Regions from separate parts of the Anas platyrhynchos genome. Here region 1 is linked to region 2. A link is a contact called in public Hi-C data. All regions are on one chromosome and are shown on one strand. Each heading gives the region's core, a stretch centred on a gene start, on an enhancer-like site or on the middle of the called end of the contact. The rest is flanking DNA. Distances are from core to core; before and after follow the strand shown.

Region 1 (5,430 bases), core at 622-3,121, 230 kb after region 2:
TAGGTGAAACTTCAAGAAAATACCACTGACATTTCCCCAAGTTCTCACACAAAAGGTAATACAGATGCACACAATGAATGATTATTTTCGTGTTGTCTTTCCATGCTGGGAGTTTGCTCAAGACCTACAAAAAGAGTTCTGTATGCTCAGTGAGTAGGCACCATGCATGTGCTGCTGTACATGTATATGCTTGCTTTTACATCCTGTACATGCTTGAAAACAAACCTTAGTCGGTGGAAGAAAGGTCACCCCTCATTTTGCCTTCTTAGAGAATGACATTCCACTTCCAAGAGATCCTTGCTCTCACTTGGAGTTCGTTTTTAAATTCAAGTGTCCTGTCACCTCACATCAACACTCACAGCGCCTTGATAAGACCAGAATGAAACCTGAGGACCGACTGCTGACAAATCCTGCAAGGGCTCATCGACCTGTTACAGCCCAGGACAACCGGACCACCACCTGGGGATGCTGAGAGCACAAACTGGGCCCAGATCTGGGCCAGCTACATTTCTGGTTTGAGCAGCTCATAATTTGGCATTATGGTCTAAATCTGCTCTGGAATTAGCCAAGGATCTGCATAGTACAGTCAAAATCCCTAACTGAGCCTGGATTAGAACTGAATTTCCCTGAATCATCTTCACAGAAAACATAGCCGATCAGTTCAGGTAGAGGAACATCAATCTAAAACATTATTTCATTTATTAAAGAAGAAAAATAAACAAAGCAGGTAGAAAAATTATTGCAAAGACAACTACGTGGCTTACCTTATTCTAGTATGCCTGGCTGTGATGCCCCTACAAGCAAACATCAATATTGGGCAACAGGACACATCCCTGCAATACTAGCTCACAGTACCAAGGTCTATGGGACTGATGGGACTGAGGCAGGGATTAAAGACATTCTAAAAGCAGAAAAATATTTCAGGAGAGGGGAGGAAAAACTGTTAAAAAATTAATATGTGGTACAGATAAGCTGTAATCATCATACAGCTCTGGTTTCCCATGTTAAAGATGAATTAGTTGGTCTGTCAGCAGCTCCATCAGCCGAAAGAGGCCATTTGGATGGAGCTGAGCCTGTTTACTTTCCAAAGCTGGCTGTGCCTGCTTCATATTGCAGGTCCCCACATGGGCTGCACAGCGATGCTGATAACTCCCTGGGGAGCTCCAGTCCTGCTAAGTAGTTCAATGTTTAATTGAACTGACCTTTCCCGACAGTGCCCCATGTATTAAAAGCTGCTTCACTCCCAAGTGAAAATGGTTTGATAATCATAATATTTTACTCAGTGGACAGTTGTTTAAGAGCAGAAAATAATCAGCTCAATGACTAGGCTCTCCTCTGGAGGGGCCCAGCACCCAAATGACAGAAGGTGCTGCAGGTGAAGGTAGCTGGCAGAGCCAGCAGCAGGAGCAGTGCTGCTGGAGGATGAGGAGTGTGTGAGGGGCTGTGTGGCCAGGGGGGCTGGCACAGCTCATGGGGGCACAGGGGTGGCAAGGCCAGCAGGAGAAAGTGGCTCTGGGCAAGCAGAGCGGTGCAGGGCTGCAGGGCACAGCAGCAGCAAGGGACACCAAACAGGGCAGATCTCATACCCTGAGATGGGGAAAGGGAAAAACGTGTGCTGCTGTGATTTTCAGTGTCACTTTTTTGACTATAGACACCATTTGCCTTCAGAGCTTGAGTGGCCTAAAGATGAAGAGATTTCACGTGAGAGGCATGTTTGTCCGGAGCCCCCTTTCTCCCCGTTTCCTTCAGGTTGTCTTACCAGATTTATCTCTACTGCCTTCTGTGTTGGCCTTCATGGATGTACAGCATCTGGGAGAGCTCTCTGGGGCTGGGAGCCAAGGTTGTGCAAAGCAGCCCATCCTTGCAGACTGTTAAACACCTGATAACAGATGATGCTTTGCTTTGCTTTCAACTTAGAGCTATAAGGCAGTTACTAGCCTGAAGAATACTGTGCTCTGCTGCACATTCCCCTTCCCAGTGTGTTCGTTCTCAATCCCTTTTATATACAACTGGCATTTTGTGAGTCTCCCAGGTCAGCGTAAGGGCTACGGTGCAACATCACTTTGTCCTATTTTTCCACTGCAGGAGCTGCAATTTCCTTTCTCAGGAAAAGCCAACCCTTTTCTTTCCTCTTAGTCTTCGTGTCTCAGAGTTGCAGGCATTTAAGGAATGTGCTGTTCAGTAAACTAATTTTTTCTTGTCCTTTATTCACAAGGACATTTGTGTTGTTTTCCTCTTTTTGCTAAAGCTACACAGGACAGGGACAACACTCATATTTTCCCTCCCACAGAGGGTTGTTTTGACTGGTTGTGTCTGGTTGAATCCCTAGGAATGTGGGATGTGTGCGAGCTCCCATGGGCTCCTGGTGCCAGCGTGCCGAGATAAGGCAGCTGGGCTACCACCAGCTGCAGACTCGTGAGACAGCGGAGTCCTCGAGGCAGTGGGGCTGACCTGGGGGACACACCAGAAGGACACCTGAGAGACTTAGGAGGACCTACATGGGCTGCCACAAAGAGAATGTGCACTAGGAAATTTGGCAATGTCCATTTTGTCTCTGCTTTTGTTAGCCTTAGATATCCAGTCAAGCAATCAGAAACACCTTGCTTGGCCTTTGTGGAGCTACCAGAGTCCACTGCGATGCACAAGCAGGTGAACCAAGCTCACCTTCCACCTTCACCAGCTATCCTATTGTGGCAGACACTGTCTCTGAGACAATCACAGCTGGGCCTGAAGGTCTATCTTTGCTTTGTATTTGTTTCCACGAACCCAAAGAGATGAGTTGAAGACATCAGTCAGCATAAAAATCCTCTGAAATAAAATTAACCCAAGGAGCTAAAATTGCAGTTGAACTGCAAGAGCTCTGGCGTGATTTCATCAACTCCCCTTTGAATGGCAATTACATTGTGAACAGATAGGTTCAAGCCTAAATCCTCAGTGTCTTCTTCTGATTAAATACTCATTGCCTAAACATCCATCTTATTCTCAGTACTTCTTCTTATCTATTTAATCAATTCCCCCATTATTCACCTATCTTCTTTAGTCTGCATTTTACCGTTTTTTTTTTTTTTTTCAGGTAATGTAAATTTACAGGAGTTCTAGTTCACTACAACAGCAAGCAAAAACAAAAACAAAATAAAAACCCCACAACATCTTAGCCAGAATGTGTTTATACTCCTGTGTTTCTCAGCTTTAAAAAGAACATTTACGTTGTCTGATATTCACAGGGGATTGCCTTGAGACTCTGCGTACATTCCTTCTACACGGGCCCCAAGGAGCAGGATTGCATTCAGGAAAATATAGTATTTGTTGCTGGTTTGAAAAATTCATTACCTAACCTTGTATAAATGGTCCTCAACATCTCCCCTGAGACAGAAATATTTTGTTAGTGGAGTATTTTGAAGAACTGCCTTTGAATGAAAATTTAAAGAAAATATAAGATCAAGGATTCTTTTCATTTGTTGTTGGTTTTACTACATGCTTTTGATAAAGAATATTTTAAGGAGAATATCTTATAATTGTGTCTCTAGTAATATTTGCCAAATGATCCCTTCTTCCTTTGTCCATTTTTAGCCTTTATAAAATGACATTTTCACTTTTTCAGAAGGTTGTGCAGCTTTATCCTGGCTTGTAAAAGTTTTTCACAGATTATCTGTTTTCCTAAAGGCATTTTCTGTATACAGTTTATCTGTAAAATTTCCCTGATAAATCTAGGGCCCTTAGGAGGGAAGGATTAAGCTCACTGCATTGCTTACTGTCCTATCATTATTCTAAGGCATTGTCTGCCAGACAAGTTTCTAGTCGTGTTGGAGTGAGATGCTGCATTTGGGGTTTGGCTGGGGAGATACAATTAGTTATAAAGGAATAAATGATAGAACAAGAGTATTAATCAGCATTTTGATATGATATCAACCATTCTGTAAATATGACAGACTGTTGTGACAGGGAGTAGAGAGCCCAACTGAACTTTATAGCACTCTTTCATCTTTGCTTTCTTTGAGACATGGCTCCAGCTCACTGCGCCTTGCAGACTTGTAAATTTTCTGTTCCCAGAGGAGCATTACCCTGTTATAACTGATAGATTCAAAGAAAATATCATTTGCCCAGCTTGAATAGATATCCTCAAAGTCACTTCCAACTGTGCCTCTCCTTTTTCTTACAAGTGAGCAGTGACAATGTGATAGTGGAATATCACGGTAAAACTGAGAGTTTTATTAGCAGTAGTTCTGTACAATCAAAAACAAACCTGTGCATCTTCATATGTGTATCTCCCTGGGTCTTTGACATTTTGGCTTGTTTTCTCATAGCTGTGGGAATCCAGGTTGATAGCACTCTGGGCCCCAGGAGCTAGGAACTCTTGCCAGATTTCCTCCACTCTGGTGGTCACATCCTGTAGAGGTTGTTTTTTCAGATCTTGGACAGCCAACCAAAACCTGTAATGGACAAAAATTGAAAGTGGAGAGAAAAGACAAAGGGAGATATAAGTAAGACTGTGGATAAGCCCAGGCAGAGTCCAAAATGACAAAGCCTAACCCAGTATCTAGCTGAATTCACAGAAGACTCTCCCTTTAGCATGATTTCAGGGGAAGGTGTGATAGACTTTACACCAAACCATTATAACGTGGCAAAGATCAGAAAAGTGACTTTAAGAAGTGATACATTTCTTATTCAAACCATTCCTGCAGAAGTGTGACATTAGGCACACAAACAGGAAACCTCCGGAGCTCATGCAGCTGGAGTGGGCTCTGCCTCCTGCCGCCCCACTGCAATCTGCTGGTAATTTCTGCCTGCAGGATCTGTCGTCTGGCAGGGATGCAAAATGCAGAACAAACTTAATATTCATATCATTTCCAGGGTGAAGTAGCACTGGCACTTAAAGAAATCTTTTGTTTTGTTTGAGATTTGTAAACTGACCTGCATTCAGATGGATGCCACAGGAAGAGATGAAAATAGAACCCAGTTATGCCCATGCCATTGCCCTCTGTAGGAAGATCCAAGGTTGCTGCTTGTTCAGGGCATCTGAACGTGTTGCACAACCTTGAAAAACCCATGTCCCCCACTTGTCATTAGGGGAGACTACTAAGCCAGCTGAACTTTTAACTGAAAGCCTATTTTCCCATCCCAAATTATATAATGGTGCCAGCCTGCTATCACTGAGGCAAATGCTGGTAGTAGGACAAGACGACCTCTCCTAAAGCAAAACCCTCCTGGCAATGAGGACGGCTGGAAGAGCCAGCAGCCTGGTGGCTCCTGTGCTCTTTCGGTCTCCTGATCAGCTGCCGGCAGGGTTTCCTGGTGCTCTGTGTAACTGCCACGGAAACACGGGTACGTGTTTAGCCTCATCCCATACCTGCTATACATACAAAGTGCCTGTTTAGGGAAAAAACAACAACAAAAAACCACAACTGATGACATGAATACTGCATACAAGGC
Region 2 (5,092 bases), core at 234-2,733:
TGAAGGTGAAGCTGTTCAGATCAAGAGCAAAATTCAAAGTTAACACTCTTTGAATGAATGTGGCAGTTTGTTTTTTCTCCGAGTTGTTAATTTTCTCAGGTAGAACGCTATCACTATTCATTATGCTCAATCCAAATGTTAAACCTGTCTTAGAATCATAAGAATTACGGTGTGTGCTCAGTGCTTATTAGAGATAAGATGGAGCAGCAAGGTAATACATTCTGTTTTCTACTCCTGGGCAAGAGGAGGTCATCATGTTACTGTGCTCTTTGGCCTCAGCTGAAATCTGTTTCAATTAAAAAAAAAAAAAAAAAAGTGGTTAAAACTGTATGAAGTCAGACCCTCCTGATTCCATCCACAGTGGTGATGTGTAACTTGTTTGGAGGGTCAAATCAGACTTTATGTACTTTACTCCTTTACTCAGGTCACTTAGGTAAGATTCATCCGTGTTACCAGACGGGTACCAGACCTGTAGCATCTGGTCCAACTGACTCGGCAACAGTTTGGGCTGTGGGACAGCCTGCACCTGCCCTGATGTGTACCATTGGCTACCTCCGAGATTCAAGGCACCTTATAAACTGCTTTTAGCCCTGCACCAGGAATAGGTGGAGGCAGGAGGCATAACATTATCTCAGATGAATTAGAGGACCATCTCCATGTCCCACTAATGGATGTAGATGTAGAAATTCTTTTCCCTGCCTTTTAATGGAGGGGAGTGAAAAGGACACTGAAATGGTTCACATCTCTTTTATTTTCCCTAGCTAGCTATTCATTTAAGGAATTACAAGGAAGACAAACCTGTGAGCATGGATATTAAATCTTGCGCTTTAGGAGATAAAGATATGCATTCTTCAGGAGATAAAGATATGCATTTTCCTTCAGAGTCAGTTTGTTCTTTAGCTTGTTTTAGGCAGTTGGGGGAAACTAAAGAACAATCCATAATAACATAAAAGGATTTTCTAACCACCCTAAATAGATTTTCAGCACTCTGTCAGAGCGGAAACTAAAACTTGGAGCCTCAAACAAATTCCATTTCCCCAAACTTTTGAAAACTTCAGAACAAGACCTTAGTGTACTTATCTAGCAGCAGAGACTCATCTTTAGTGTGAAAAATACACTTCTTTTGTCACTTATTTCATTTAAAAATAAAGAGGCTTGAGCCCATATCTTGGCAATATGTAATCCAGGAGTAATATGATAGAAAACTGAATAGTGAATACAAAATGAAAACCTTGGGTAGTCAGAATCAGGCCCGGAATGAAGTGAGTCTGAAGGCATCTGAAAACTGTTGCTGTAGCTGTAGAGGGGAGTTTTGCTTTTAGGAAAGGAGGAAGAGGGGAAAAAAAGAAATTGAGGTCACCTTTTAAGAATGTGATTCCCAAAGTTACAAAGAATGAATCATTGGCGCCAATTTTTACGCTGTGTAGCTCCCTGGTTATCTTTGTTATGCTGACTGTGTAAGATTTTTGGTGATGTGTCTGTAGAGAGCTGGTGTTGAGTCTGTAACATTGACACTCTGATATTGTTCCCTCCCCTTTCAGCTAACTCAACTATTGGTAAAGATCAAAGAAAAGGAGGAGGAGGGCTGACAAGAAACAGTGTATGAGAGATGCCTGCAAAGCTTTAAATAAATAAAAAGGGGTTAAGACTTCAAATCTGTTGCAGGATATCTGTGAAAGTGGGGCCCTGTTTTGCTGTAACAAATTAAAGCTTCTTTCACAGAGCATGCTGACCACTTTTATCTGTATGAATCTGGTCCTTTGAGTATTAATGTATTTGGACAAAACACAGTTGTATATTACTGGACATATCTGGAAATATTAAAGCTGAAAAAAGCATGTGGCTTCTGGTAGACTACCAACTGTTTCTTTTATGTTTCCCTCCACAGCAAAATTAGATCAGTGGCTTTCAGTGTTGCTGTCTAGTTTGTTTCACTTTCCAATTCACAAGAGTTGTGGAATGTGTAAGCAAGAACCTAACCTTCCCTCGCTCCAGAAAAGCACAACTCTACGATAAAACTTAACGAGATAAAAGGAAAAACAGGAGACAATAAGCAGAAGGTAAAAACTCTTTCACAGGGAAAGGTCCTTAGCCAAAATAGAGCTTTGCAGGGTGAGCAGGAATATTTTTGACCCCTCACAGAAAGTATCAATGTAGTTGCATTATGTAAATAACAGAAGTGTGGATCAGGATGGTAACAATATGATGTATGCGACATGACACTTCCAATACAGTGGAAAGAAAGGACACTGTTTTTCTTCTACTTGGGTAGAGATCAGCTGCAGTTGTGTTTGCAGGGCCTGGGGTGAGGATGTGGATTCTATCTTCTAAAGCCCTGTTCACTCCAGCCCCGTAGGGGCAGAATGCTTAGGCTTTGTGTTGATGCCTCAGATTTTACTGCAATAGTTTTATGTCAAATCCTGCCTTCCTTTTATACTAAAAAAAAATAAAAAATGTTGACAGTCCAAACAGTTGGCAACCATTTATTAAAAATATGCCCACCTAACATTTTTAGGGTAGACTTATATTCTTGCAGCTTACTTCTAATGTTCTGAGTAGGTTTGAGTACAACTATCAGCAGCTGAGTGAGAAAGTAAGTTCCTAAACTTGGAACTTAGTGTAACTGAGTGTGTTTCAGATGTGTGGGGCTTGAATTGCTGCTTAGGTGTGGTGTAAATCCACATTAACGGTATTTATTAGTGATTTATGGTAACCTAAAACCAGAATAAAAATCATAAATGATCAGTTGATGCTGGAGTGGTGTGTGTATGTGGATATGGAGCTCTCTGTGGTATGACTTAAATGTTTTATTAACATGAGTTTGTGATGGTCCCCTTACTTTCAGATGGTGAATCCACGAATAAGTTATGTAGGGCATTACCAAGGAAATGCCACTCGTGCTCCGTGCCTCTTTTACGGCTCGACCAGTAATCCAAACGCTGTGGAATTCTCCGGGAAGCACGCTGAAGGAAAACCAGGTATGAGCAGCGCCGCATGTCTTCGTTCTCACGGGTGAGACTTCCCACTGTGCTGATAAGGCAGCTCTGGCCTTGGGCTTTTGGGAGATTTCTCTGAGCGAGGCAGTTCTGATAAATTCTCCTGGCCGGTAACACGGGATCAGGCTGGGAAAAAGGCTCATCAACCCTCCAGGCTCACCTGTGGCAGATACCGCTGCTTGTTGGGGTTGCTGCTAGCGGATAAAGGCCCAACATGTGAATAACAGGGGCAGCGAGGGAAGTACGCGTGTTTGCCAAGATGGGATCAAGCCTCTCTCCCCGCAAAGCTGCAAGATCCCCTTGCCTGCTGAGCAGGAATGGGCCTATACACCCAGCCCAACAGGATCAGAGGCTTGTTAAACTTCTAAAACTGACCTCAAACTTTTTTTTTTTTTGATTCTGTGAGAGCGTCACCATTTTGCATCGGAGCGTCTCGGGGCTTTCTAGAGCACAACTGAACTGAACAGAGCTGTGCTGCCTTCTCCCAGCAGCACAGCTCTGCAGCAGGGCAGCGAGTCCCACCAGGAACCCTCCCCATAGCGGGCCGGGGTGCAGGTCCCTGGCTGGGGGGCGGCAGCTCAGGTGCAGCCCGTGCACCGGCTGCGCGTTTGCGAGGGCTCGGCACTTTGCGGTGAGCCTTTCCTGTGAGCGCTGCGAGGGTGCTAACGCCAGGGGCTGACGCTGCCTCCCGTGGCACCCGGGCTCTGCTGTACGCAGCGATATCAGTTTAGGAGCAGTATCGTGGGCTGCCTCGGAGGGCAGAGCTCGGCGCGGGAGCCGGCAGCGCTTCGGGCAAACCACGTTTTAGGAATTTGAACTTTTTTGCCAACTCGTGCTGGAATTTACCAAGCGGGCAGCGCTGCGCTGCTCCCTGCTCCCTCCAGCGCCGGGCGCTGCGCTGTGCCGCCCACCTGCGGCCGAGCTGCGGCTCCCGCACCGCCTGGCTCCGGCCGGCGGGTCCCGGTGGGTCCCGGCGGGTCCCGGCGGCTCGCAGCGGCTCCGCTGCCTCCCGCCCTGGCAGCGGGACTCGGCTCGAGTTTGCTCCCGTTCGGGGGGGGCCGGGGGGTGCCTCCGGGGCGCGCTGCCCCTTTAAGGGCCGCCGGGCGCACGGGCAGGGAGCGACCTCTGGGCTTTGACAGCTCCCCGCAGGACTCCCCGCGCCGCCGGCCCCGCCCCCGGCCGCCCATTGGCCGTGGGGCCGGCACGGCGCGCGCCCATTGGGCGGCCGCTTGCCCTGAGCCAAGCTTTAGAACTCCGAGCCCCAATATTCGGTTACATTGTAGCAAAATGGCGACTGTCATTCACAACCCCCTCAAAGCGTGAGTACCGCCCGGCGCCCCCCGCCGCCGCCGCGCCCCGCGCAGCGCCCCCCGCCCGCAGCCGCCGGGCCCCGCCGCTCCGCCCGCCGCCCGCCTCCCCCCCCCCCCCTCCTCCTCCTCCTCTTCCTCCTCCTCCGCTCGCGGCGTGCGCCCCGCGGGAGCCGCCGACCCCCGAGTTTGCGCTCCCCGGGGGCTGCGGGGGCTCCGCCGGGCGGCTCTCGGCGCGTCCCGCCCGGCCCCGGGGCTGCGCGCACTTGACAGCGTCCCGCGGGGCCGGCCCGAGCCGGAGGGGGGTCGGGGCTCGGCTCCGCCGCTGCAGCCCCCCCCGAGGAGTTGGGGCTGGAGGGGGGCTCGCCCCGGAGGCGCAGCGCGGTGTGCGCGGGGCTGTGCGGGAGGGGAGCGGGAGGGCAGGCGGGGAGCGGAGGGAGGGAGGGCGGCGGGCTCGCCTTAAATGAATGACTCGGGCCCGCCGCCGGCGGGTTTGGGGCAGGAAGTCCGGAGGGCTGCTTTGCATATGCCGGGCTTTCGCTTTCCCGAGCGGCGGGGACTCGGGCGCGTCTGCGGCTCGGGGTCGCGGCGAGAGCGGGCGGGGAGCGCCCCGGGGCAGCCACCGGGACGGGGACACCGGCGGGGACGGGGGCAGGTGCCGGTGCCCGGCCGTCGCCGGCCTCCCGAGCCCCGAACGGGGACGGCCGCCGTCTTCTGGCTCGCGTCCTTTATTTTCCTTGTGGTCCGCGGCGCGCACCGCTAATCCCCGGCGGCATTAGGGAGAGGGGG

Evidence for each region. Hi-C and Micro-C count contacts between places; a contact is called where the count stands out from the background.
Region 1: a contact with region 2 is called in a Hi-C map of small yellow follicle, with 7 times the contacts expected there. The contact joins two enhancer-like sites. A contact is called at or near these places in 6 of 8 Hi-C or Micro-C datasets (F5 follicle, liver, skeletal muscle and 2 more).

Annotation. Positions count from the first base shown.
Region 1 is chr5:35,669,535-35,674,964 of IASCAAS_PekinDuck_T2T, forward strand. It overlaps RGS6 (regulator of G protein signaling 6), which reads right to left. Exons shown (of 23, transcript XM_072038829.1): 19 at 4,666-4,800; 20 at 4,244-4,430. Among named protein-coding and RNA genes, the nearest start is that of RGS6, 240 kb to the right of the region's middle. Within about 2 kb of position 1,872, at least 4 of the 8 cell types and tissues checked have an H3K27ac peak or open chromatin away from gene starts, as enhancers often do. A contact at or near this core is called in small yellow follicle, where this site is marked.
Region 2 is chr5:35,435,483-35,440,574 of IASCAAS_PekinDuck_T2T, forward strand. DPF3 (double PHD fingers 3) reads left to right here. Exons shown (of 16, transcript XM_072038823.1): 4 at 2,846-2,978. Among named protein-coding and RNA genes, the nearest start is that of DPF3, 19 kb to the left of the region's middle. Within about 2 kb of position 1,484, at least 3 of the 8 cell types and tissues checked have an H3K27ac peak or open chromatin away from gene starts, as enhancers often do. A contact at or near this core is called in small yellow follicle, where this site is marked.